Linked DNA regions of Ovis aries: region 1 is linked to region 2. A link is a contact called in public Hi-C data. All regions are on one chromosome and are shown on one strand. Each heading gives the region's core, a stretch centred on a gene start, on an enhancer-like site or on the middle of the called end of the contact. The rest is flanking DNA. Distances are from core to core; before and after follow the strand shown.

Region 1 (5,768 bases), core at 1,257-3,756, 270 kb after region 2:
ACCTGCTCTCAAGGCCCTAACCAGAATCCTGCCTCACCGTCCCCACAGTAACCAGGCCCCGCTGCCGTCAATGGAGGAGAGGGGGCGGGAGGCGGCGGTGACGTCAAGGCGGAGGAAGGGGGCGGGGCGAGGCAGCCGGGGAATGTGGGGCAGGGAGGCTGGAGAGGCAGTGGTTTGGGAGGCGGCCAGCCCGAGAGGGCGGCGGCCAGTGCACTTGGGAACATCGTGTACTTTTGGCAAGTATCCCAGGACATGCACCCGCCTGGGCGCCTCCCCCAGCCCAACGACAGCCGTCCTGTCCCCAAGCCAGGGATTCCTGGAGAGAGGATTAGGAGGAAGGGGTCCCCCCTCCCTCGCCCCCATGCTTGGCTCTCCGCTCGAGGCTCGCATCCGCCCTCCCCTTGGCTTGCTCCTACAGCTCCTGGCATTGGCTTTCCCCCTCTCCCAGACTGTACACATCTGCTGGCCCGGTCCCAAAGCCAGGGCGGGGAAGTTGGAGGCCCAGGTTCTGCAAGAGACCTTTGCTCTTCCCTGAGGCCCCCTTTATAGCCTGAATCTCTTGTTACTATGGCAGCAGAAAGAGGGAGGAGGGATAGGGAGGAGAGTGGGTCTAGGATGAGGAAATCGAACTGGAAAAGAGCAAGTAGCCCAGGCTGGAGCCTGGATCTTGGGAGAGGAATAAAAGGGAGAAATGAGCAAGCCTGGCATCTCAAGACCAGAAGAACCAGGAAGAGGGAAATGGGGAGGACGTCACCACAACTTCCAAAACAAAAACCAAACACCTTAAGAATGTGAGACTAGTTCCCAACCACAGCATTCACATAAATCTTACACTATCACTGTTATTTTGTCACTCCATAGCCATTTTTTTTAACCTAAAAAAAAAAAAGACACGACCAAGGCATTGCACTGAGCACTTTCCATACGTTATCTTCTTTAATCTTCAGAACAATCTTGTGAGATGGGCATCACTATCCCCATTCCACAAGGACCAACTAAGCCTCAGAAATTACTAACCCTGCCTAAATTGCTTCATAATATGTTCTCAGGCTCTTAATAAATGGGGCCCAGGATTTAAATCTGAGCTCTGATAATGGTTTGTAATTCTGGCCTCTTAACCTTCAGGAACCTGTTGAGGTGTTACCAGTTCTGGGAACCTGGGCCTCTCAAATACCCAGGCAATTCTAAGTTTGGTGCCTGAAACACAGACTCCATCCACTCTCTCTTCTCCCTTAGGACATTCAGTTGGCACTCTCCACACACTTCAAATCATCACAGTCCCAGTTTTCACATGCTCACAAAGTCTTTGAGAACCCCCTAGCACCCACCGGCTCCCCTGGTTTCCTAAGAATCCAACTTCCTCAGTCTTCCACCTTACAGCAGGTCACTTAACCACAAGCCTGGCTGCTTGTACAGACAGATACACCCTGTGGGTGCCTCCTCACTCCAAGAACTCAGGAAGACATTGCTGCTGCTGCTGCTAAGTCACTTCAGTCGTGTCCGACTCTGTGTGACCCTATAGACAGCAGCCCACCAGGCTCCCCCGTCCCTGGGATTCTCCAGGCAAGAACACTGGAGTGGGTTGCTGTTTCCTTCTCCAGTGCATGAAAGTGAAAAGTAAAAGTGAAGTCGCTCAATCATGTCTGACTGTTCTTGACCCCATGGACTGCAGCCTACCAGGCTCCCCCGTCCATGGGATTTTCCAGGCAAGAGTACTGGAGTGGGGTGCCATTGCCTTCTCCGTAGGAAGACATTATGTACAGCCAATCTGCACAAGCCCAGTCTCCCTCTCAGGATCTGACAGTTGCTACCTCACGTTTACTCCCAAGAATGGCTCTGAATCCCAACCCCTCCCTTTTACACATAAGAAAGACACCTAGAGCCGAGATTTGATTAGCTCAGGGTCACACACATCACCCCATCTGCAGCAACCCTTTGGTACCCTCCCACCTGCCCTACCAGGGCCTCTCTCCAGCCTCAGAACCCCTGCCTATTTCAAGTGTTTAAGGTACCTACCCAAACAGCAGTCATGCCCTGGAACGCCCCCCACCGGCTCTCAGGGGTCCTGTCCCCTAACTCCCTGGGAGCAGGGTTCTCAGCTCCCTCAGTTCGCTAACTTCCAAGACCCTCCCCGAGGCAATCAGGAGTCCAGGGACCTTAGGGCGTTGAGGGATCTGATGTAAGGGACTCCCGCTCCCCTCTCTCTAGAGTTGAATTCGCAGTCCCTATTCCCCCACAACCATCAGAGCTCACACCGCGGTGATCACGCCATTTGGAAGATCCCCGGAGAATCTCACGGACAGAGGAGCCTGGCGGGCTGCAGTCCAGGGGGTCGCAGAGTCGGACCCTACTGAAGTTATTTAGTACTCACGTTTCACTGCACTGCACTAACACCCCTCCTTACAGAACACATCACTGTGGAAAAATCCATACCGACGGCCGCTCCTCACCCCCCACGCCGGAGCACTCACCGTTCGGCGCGCACGCCATCCAATTTCTTCCCAACTAGGATCAAGGGTACTTCGCTTCTCCAGGTCCGCCCGCCGACCAGGACGCCACTCCCCTCAAGCTTATTGGCCTAAGAGCGCCGACCCATGCCCCGCGCCGCGTGCGGCCACCCAGGCTCCGCGCTGCCACTATTGGCGCCGCCCGCCTCCGTCATCTTCTCATTGGTCAGTTTACCAACAAGCAGTGACAGATCCACGTGCGGGAGGGGCCGCCCTAGCACGTTAATTGGAAGTCTGATCGAAAGCCACGCCTCCACCCACCTCCAAAGTCCTTATTGGCTGTGGCAGCATTGCCTCCCCCACGACCTGACTAGGATCGGTGACGCAAACGCCGGTCCAGCCCTTCAAATTTTCTCATAGGCTGAGGTGTCTCGGAGCTGTAGAGGACACGTGCGGGCGATCTCACGCGGCAACTTGTTTACCTAGAAGCTGGGGATTTTCCTTGACGACACTCTTCCCAAACCCTGTCGAGTCCGCTCATGCGCAGATGTGACCGGTGGTGGCTTTGGTAGGGGCACTTTGTGAGCCGTCAGGCGCGTGACAAGAGCGCCCCCGCGCTGGGACTTCGGACTTGGGTTTCTGAAGCTCCTTGAAGTTGAAAGGTGGGAGCGTTTGGGTGAAGTCTTCGGGTCTCAGTACCCTGTCATAATGATGACAACGATAGCCACCTTCCAGGTTATTTTTTGTAGGCCAGGAGGTGCACTGCTTACAAACTCGAGAGAAGGCAGCTGACTTAACTTCCTACTGCTTCATAAATGACACAAAGAGGTTACATAATCGGTCCGGATTAACACGCTAGTTTCTAATGGGGTCAAGATTTGGTACCCTCCTATCAGGTCCCTGATAAAGAAAGTGGGTCCTAAGGCCTGCGGTAATCCTAAACCTGTAAATCACTCAGTAGATGAAGCGCGAATAGGCCCTGAGCACTATCTCAAAAATAGTTAAGCCCTTGACAAGTGAACATTATGATGACTGTATACCTAATTGGAAGAATCACCTGGCTCCTTTACAACTGCTGAATCAACGTCTGCGGAAGGAGCCTGAAAATCCATTTTAAAAAGTATTCCTGGTAGTTCTCAGGAGCCCAGAAATCTGGGAAACACTAAGTTTCCTGTGCTGTTCAATCCTCATGCTGCAGCCCAGAAAAGTGGGCCCTTCAGCACTCTCCACGTACTATTAAAGTGCCTGCGGGCAGGGACGCTATGGTGCCACATCATGAGTGTTACAGAGGTGGAAATTAAAAGAGTTCAGTATAGTGTCTAGGGTCACCAGTCCCTCAACAGAGCACAGGAGTAGCAGGCCATCTAGCCACAACAGAGCAGGGGTGGCAGGCCATCTAGTCAGCTCCACACCACACTTGGCTGGCTCTCCCTGAGAGGTTTTGTTCAGTAAGTACTTATGAACTCCTCCTGAATGCTGGCACTGTGCTAGTCAGAATGAGGGAGAGAAATTTCACGGTTGCCCATCTACTTCAGGCCTAGGAATAAATGACCACGGGAGAAACTGAAAGCATCGGAGAGTTCATCAAGGAGTAGAAAGGGATCCAGTAAACAGTGGGGTATGCCCTCAGGGAAGGGAGAGCAGGGAAAGCTGGGAAGTCATGCTTCCAGGTTTCCAGTGTCAGGGTTCACCATGCTGACACTGGGATCATGAACATTTTCCATTACCAACTCCTTGTGCCCCCTCGTGGCCACTTTGAGAATCATACTTTGCCTTTGCCCTGGCCTGCCCAAGGTCAGGCCCCTTGGCAAAACTGTCTCTTCCAGATGTATCCTCTCAACGTTCCGGTTATACCTGCAGATCCAATATCCTTCCCACTGGTTAAGAAAAGATCTTAGAACACCACCTGGTTACTCATTACACATTTATTGTACATTTTCACAATCTGGATGCGCCACAGAATTGGGGGCATGGGGTGAGGGAAGGGGGGCAGGGGATACTGGGATAATATGGGGGGTCTAGAACACAGCACCCCCACCCCCAGCATCTCTCCCTACCCTTTCACACCACAGCTTAGATCTCCCTGCTCCCCCTCCACACAAAAACCTCAAGTGTGGGGAGAAGAAAGAGTTTGGGGGTCCCCTCCAGTGGCAGGTTAAGGGAATTCACCCTCAGACCCCTAAAATTGTGCCATTTAAAGACATTAGACCATTTCTTTATCACTTCACCCAAGGGGGAGACAGCTCTCTCTGGGCTTGACCGCCCTGGAGAGGGGCAAGAATCCCCATCTTCCAGCAAGTCCCATACGCATATTGGCAGTGACTAGTACCCCCGCCCTAAATTCAGGGGGGCAGTCAGAGGAGCTGGGCAGTGATGGGGTAACACCCCCCATATGAGGGAGGGTTTTCAATCCACCCCCCAGCAGGGGTGGGGCCAGAGATTTCAGGCAGGATTTGGGGGGGATGATGCCCTGCCCCATCCTCCCCAAGGCAGTGATGACCCCCACACACACTGTAGCCACCTCTCCCAAAACAGATCGGATTACAGCCAACCCCCAACTCTCCTGGTGGGAGGAGGAGGAGGCAGATCAGGCAGACAGGAGGAAGGGAGACCCCGTGGGAATGTCAGCCAAGCGCCCCACATGAAAACTGCGGAGCAGGAATGTGGGGAGAGACTCCAAGTGGCAGAATTATTGGTCCATCATTAACACACTGAACTCCAATACACTTACACACCAGCTGGGGGGAGGGGAAGGAGGGACAAGAGGTTTGGAAAACTGGGAGGGGGAGGCAAACCGGACTAGAGGGGCTGGAGAGGGCGATTCTGGGGGCCAGAATAGCCTGGCTCCCCAAAAGCCCAGGCTCCCCACCACCTGCAAGTAATGTCATGCAAATGAAAGTGTGATACAAGGACCAACAGGGACTAAATCCTCAGTAAAAAAAGAAACACAGGTTGAAAGACTGAACAGAAAAGTGATGGGAGGGAAAGGAAACCAAAAGGAATGTCAGTAGGCAAATGGATGCTAATTAACATGCTAGAAGCTCCCAGAAGACCATGGGATTCTTAGGACCAAGAGGGACCAGTCTCAGAGCCTCCCAATGATGCAAAGAAAATGCACCTAGGGAAGCCTGGACAGTTGCTTTTTGTCTTTTTTGTATGGGGGTGAGGGTGGGGGGTGGGGGTGGAGGTATGGGGAAGGCCAGGGTGGGAGGAAGGGTCAGCTAAATCCAAGGGAAGGAGAGGAAGAGGGACTATTGCATAGCAGATGCAAATGAAGGAGACTTGGGGTTGGTCAAGAAGAGAGGGAAAGGGAAGGAGGGA
Region 2 (5,418 bases), core at 1,756-4,255:
GTAGGGGCAGTGTTTGAGGAGTGAATGGGAGATTGACTTGGGGGGCAAAGTAAGAGCAGAGAGTTGGATGGATAGGGCCTTGGCCTGGCATGGGAGCCCCAAGTCCCCACAGTACAGTGATAATTCTGCACTGACTCCCCAGGTTGTCAGTGTTGGAGACCTATTTTATCCCCAAGGATGGGAGCCTGGCCTCGTACAAAGAGTACATTAGCATGTTGCCCGGCATGGACCCCCCAGAGGCTTTTGGCCAGCACCCCAATGCCGACGTGGCCTCCCAGATCACAGAGGCACGCACTCTCTTTGAGACTCTGCTTTCCCTGCAACCCCAGATTACACCCACCAGGGCTGGAGGCCAGAGTCGGGAGGAGAAGGTAAGGACAGACAGTCACCTGGGGGAGGGAAAGCAAGGCGGAAGAGAGGTCTACACTCAACGCTCCTGCCTCGGCAGGTCCTTGAGTTGGCTGCCGATGTGAAACAGAAGATCCCGGAAATGATCGACTATGAGGGGACCCGAAAACTACTGGCTATGGACCCCTCCCCACTCAATGTGGTCCTTTTGCAGGAGATTCAGAGATACAACAAGCTGATGGAGACCATCCTGTGAGATGGGGGGAGGCGGGGCTCTGTGGAACGCAGGGAGGGGGCAAGAGGAAAGGCCTTCACGGCCTGCCTAGGATGGCTCTCCCAGGCCCATCCCATCCATAACCCTCCACCTTTCCCCATCCAGCTTCTCACTGACAGACCTAGAAAAAGGCATCCAGGGCCTCATCGTCATGTCTACCAGCCTGGAAGAGATTTTCAATTGCATTTTTGATGCCCATGTCCCTCCGCTCTGGGGAAAGGTAAGATTATCTGTTGATCCTTCTCCAACAATGAACTCTCCTTTTACTCCGGGACCCGCAGCCTCCTGGTCCTAGGGAAGCCTATAGCAGAAAGCAGTGAGCCTGGGCTTTGGAGTCAGACAGGTTCAAGGTTGAAATCTGACTCTGCCCTTCACTGACTGACTTTGCAAAGTTATTAACATAGCAACTTAGCCAGGGCAAGTTTCTAAGTTTCTCCAAGGATGTTTCAAGGATTCCTGGTACTGTGCACCTTAAAAGGCGCTTCATTAATGGTAATTGGTTAGCATTGCTGGTGCTATTGTTAACAGTTGTCATTTTATGCTTCTTTCCTGGAAACTGGCTTTTGGAGAGCTTTGCCGAACTATGGTTTGGGGAACAGGGGCTGACACCATATATTCTTCTATCTGCTTCAAGTGTTCACAGTAAGAATTTGAATGCATGAATAAGTGAATGAATAAACACACACTATCTCCTGCTCCAGGCCTACCCCTCACAGAAGCCATTGGCTTCATGGACCCGAGACTTGGCCATGCGTGTGGAGCAGTTTGAGATGTGGGCCAGCCGGGCACGGCCTCCTGTGATCTTCTGGCTGTCTGGCTTCACCTTTCCCACTGGCTTCCTCACTGCCGTGCTGCAGTCGTCAGCTCGCCAAAACAATGTGAGCCACATGGACAGTGTGATGGGAATGGATACTGATGATATGTATTTGCTCTCCTCTGTATGTGTGGGAGGATCCTCCCTTATTCTCACCTTCAATCTCCAGATTTCAGTGGACAGCCTCTCTTGGGAGTTTATTGTTTCCACTGTGGACGACAGCAACCTAGTGTATCCACCCAAGGTGGGTGCCACATGTTCTTAGGGCTCTGAGCAGAGGGGAGTCTGGTGGAGGAGGAGGGGCTGGCAGCAAAGGTGGGAAACGACTGGTTGAGAGGGAGGGGAGGAAAGAGGTGGCAGGACAGGGGTGGGGGCATTGGCAACTGAGGGTCTGTATTTACCCCCAACCTGTCCCCATGTCTCTCCAGGACGGTGTCTGGGTTCGGGGTCTATACCTGGAGGGTGCTGGCTGGGACCGGAAGAACTCCTGCTTGGTGGAGGCAGAGCCCATGCAGCTTGTCTGCCTCATGCCCACCATCCACTTCCGGCCTACTGAGAGCCGCAAGAAGAGTGCCAAGGGTGGGACAGTTTGCCCCCTCCCTAGTTTGCATCCTAACCCAGCCTCTGCTCCACCCCTCCCCTCCCACCTGCTCCTGCCTTGCTTTCCCAGTGGCCCCAGGGTCTGACTCATTCTCCTCTCCTTTCCTGCAGGCATGTACTCCTGTCCCTGCTATTACTATCCCAACCGGGCAGGCAGCTCAGACCGCGCATCCTTCGTTATTGGCATCGACCTCCGCTCTGGGACCATGACCTCTGATCACTGGATCAAGAGGGGCACTGCTCTACTCATGAGCCTGGATAACTGAGAGGGCCTCCTCTTCTTTTCGTTTGGGGTGGGGGTGGGGGGGGTTGGTGAGGGTCGAGGACTTCAGGAGCCAAGGCTGATAATGTACCTCGGACAGAGACTAGGCTTCACTCAGGCCTTTACCTCGGTTGAATTTGTCACGTGATGAGGCCCTGGTAATACCTAGTCGTGTTGATCGTTAAGAATTTTCTCGGAGCTCAGCTCAGTAAAACACCCCCGACCACAAGCCCCAAGTCTCTCAATGGGATGGCTGGGGTTTGGGGGGTGGGGGGGTAGTCGGGAGGAAGCCCAAGGCCTACAAAGGATGAGCGCTCCTGTGGGCTGCTGCCGGATAGGGAAAGCAGCAAGGGAAGTGGGAGGTCTGGAGAGGGAGAGGAGGCGTGGCCTCGGCGAATGGGCAGGGCAGTGGGGCCTAAAGAAGGTGTGGCTAAATCTCTGGGCAGGACTCGAGCGGGTGGGGCGGGGCTTACTTTGGAAGGGCGCGTGATCCGAATGGAATAGGGGTTTGTCAGGCAGGGGTCCGTGCTGGACCCCTACCTTGCATCTTGAACCCTGCACCCCGCATTCGGCATCATATTCGGCACGTGTGCAGAGGCGAGCGGGGCCGGCAGAAAGCGGGGCGGAGCCCGGGAAAGGGACTCCCGGCGCGAGAAGGGGCGGGACCATGAGAAGGGGCGGGGCTGGGGCGCGGGGGGGGGGGGGGCGGTGTTTGTGTTGGAAAATCCAACTGCGCCACGGGGCGGAGCGGCCCCCCCAGCCCCGACCTGGGAGAAGGGGGGGCCGCTCGACCCCCTGGGCGACCTTGGGGAACCTGAACACCTGGGACACCCCAGAACCAGGTAACGGGGAGCCGCGAGGGTGTCTGGAAAGAGGGAAACCGTCTCGGCGCAGGGGGGGCGGGACGCCTGAGGCGCAGGATGGGTAGAGATGAGGATGGACGTTCGGGTCTCTGGAGAGGCACTGGGAAGAAGACTGGGTGCAGGACGTCTGGATCCTCTAGAAGAGGTTAGGGCGGCGTGAGGGAAGAACTGGGCGGCAGATGTCTTGGGTTCCGGATGTTGAGGGGGCCCTGAAAGGACTCCCTGTCCCTATTGGGCTGGGATTCCCCTTCCCGACACTAGGGCGGGGGCGCAGCGCTGCGGTCCCTCTCTGAAGGGCAGGACTAAAGGTCAGGGTTTGCAGTTGGACTCTTGAGGGCGGGTGTGGTCAGAAAGGGATGTGTCTCAGGTCCTGGGGCCGCGTTAAGCCTCCCTTTGGTTCTTCCCACGGATGAGGTGTGTAGCCTCAGCTGTGACTCTCACACCGGCAGCCCCGACGGCCTCGCAGCGGTAGCTTTCGCCCCATCCCTTCCGCGGCACCTCACCCCGCTGCACTCAGCCTCACCGCGCTAGTCCCCCATCCCCGGTCCTGCCCCCATTCTGCCACCTCGGGTTACGAGCTCACCCAGCTCGGGCCCTTCTCCACTGAACCTTCGCGACGTAGCCGCGAGATGGCGAGAGCGAGACGCGCACAGCGCGACTCCGGGTTCTGGGGTGGGGGATGTGGCCTTGAAAACAGCCGAAGCTCCCTGCTCGGCCAGAGGGAAAGGTGGGCTGAAGTGCTTGTTTGACTTCCTGTCATCTCGGCCCCCTCACAGGAAACTGAGGGCGGGAGGGCGAAGGGCAGGGGCGGGAGAGGGGCTCAGGGCTCATTCTCCGCCTCCCCTATCTGCGATAAATAGTGGGGAGGGGGCACGCGGGCAGGTTACTAAGCAACGGAAATTCGCTTCCTGTCGGCTGCGGCTTGTGGCTGACTTAGGATGGGAGTTGGCAGGGTGGGGGGCTGGGAGACCGCGGCGAAGGTCGAGGGCAGGTCGCCAGGTTCTCGAGACACAGAGAGCCCTAGGAGGAAGCCGGGGAGCAGCGAGCTGCGCTGCCACAGAAACGGACTCGGCGTGAGTCCGGAGGGAGGCGGGACCCAGGAGCAGTGATGAGCTCCGCTCCCCTTCCCTCTTGGGGGTTGCTTGCCCTGTTGCCAGAGTAACTGGAGAGCTAGACTCCGGGGCCAGATTCCCGAACTCGCGCGTCCGCCCAATCGGCTCCAGCGGCTGCCCCTGACATCAGGACCTTGGCAGCCAATGTGGAGGAGGCATCTTAGAGCGAAAGGAAGAGAGACAGGGGAGGGGAGGGGTGGAGGCGGGGAGGGGGGAGCTGCCCGGGGCCCGCACGTGCACTCCCACACGCTCGCGCCCACCCCCCTCCCTCCGCCGCACGCGCCCGAGTACCCCACCCTGCGCTTGCGCGGCCAGTCAGCGCTCACCGCGCGCCCCCGTTTCTCCTTTCTAGAGACTCGATTCGCAAAAGAGTACCGGGCTGCGCTTCTCAGCCTCTGGGGACCCAGACGTCTGGGTCCGCTAGCCTTCTTCCTAGGGGTCTCGAGCAGTTAATGCCCAGCCTGGCGTGGGAGGAGCCAGCTACCTGTTCCCCACCCCAGCTGGCGCCCCACTCTCCCAGGTGGGCTGGGCGGAGCTGTGGTTTCCGGCCCCATATGCTTCGCCGCTGCCGTCCCGGGCTCTGGCTAAAGTTGCCTCCCCAAGAGGAACCGAACGGGTATCAGCGCCCCTTCCCGAGGCTTCACGCGCTCGGGCCCGGCTGCTGTTGGCAGCAGGGAAGGGCTCTGCGGGGAAGCCCCGGACGCCCCAGGTGATTCTTCCCGCACCATCACAACCCGTCTTCGCGTGAATTCCTCCCCTTGGTGTGCACCGAGATCTTTCCCATCCTTAACGTTTCTTCACCACTCGCCCTGGTGCTCTTTGCACCTCCCTCGGCTCCTTTCGGGCTGTCTCTCCCGGTCCTCACTTGTCCTTCTCGGCTTCTCTCAGTTATATAACTCTTCCTCTCGCCGTGTCCTGATTTCAACTCCACAGACTCCGCCCTGGAACAGCGCGGGGAGGGGCAGGAGTGTTGGGACCCAGACAGATTCCGGCTGGCGGCCGGCTGGGCACAGGGGATCCCGCTGATGGGAGACGGAGCCCCGCGGGACCTGGTGCCCCCGCCCCCCACCTCCTGCCCCCCCCTACGCGAGATCTCGCTCAGGAGAGAGAAGGCACAGTATCTCAGAGGCGTGTCGGGACTCCGT

The links. A called contact is a pair of places that touch in the nucleus more often than the background predicts.
Region 1: a Hi-C map of liver shows a contact between it and region 2, with 4 times the contacts expected there. The contact joins the promoter of PER1 here to the promoter of KDM6B in region 2. A contact is called at or near these places in 3 of 16 Hi-C or Micro-C datasets (blood and liver).

What each region holds. Positions count from the first base shown.
Region 1 is chr11:27,608,303-27,614,070 of ARS-UI_Ramb_v3.0, forward strand. It overlaps PER1 (period circadian regulator 1), which reads right to left and starts at 2,507. Exons shown (of 22, transcript XM_060394819.1): 1 at 2,472-2,507. It overlaps VAMP2 (vesicle associated membrane protein 2), which reads right to left. Exons shown (of 5, transcript XM_027974934.2): 5 at 4,358-5,768.
Region 2 is chr11:27,335,833-27,341,250 of ARS-UI_Ramb_v3.0, forward strand. It overlaps KDM6B (lysine demethylase 6B), which reads left to right and starts at 3,006. Exons shown (of 24, transcript XM_042256653.2): 1 at 3,006-3,140. It overlaps DNAH2 (dynein axonemal heavy chain 2), which reads left to right. Exons shown (of 88, transcript XM_060395415.1): 82 at 143-371; 83 at 449-600; 84 at 728-842; 85 at 1,324-1,500; 86 at 1,606-1,680; 87 at 1,865-2,015; 88 at 2,148-2,527. The coding sequence ends at 2,302.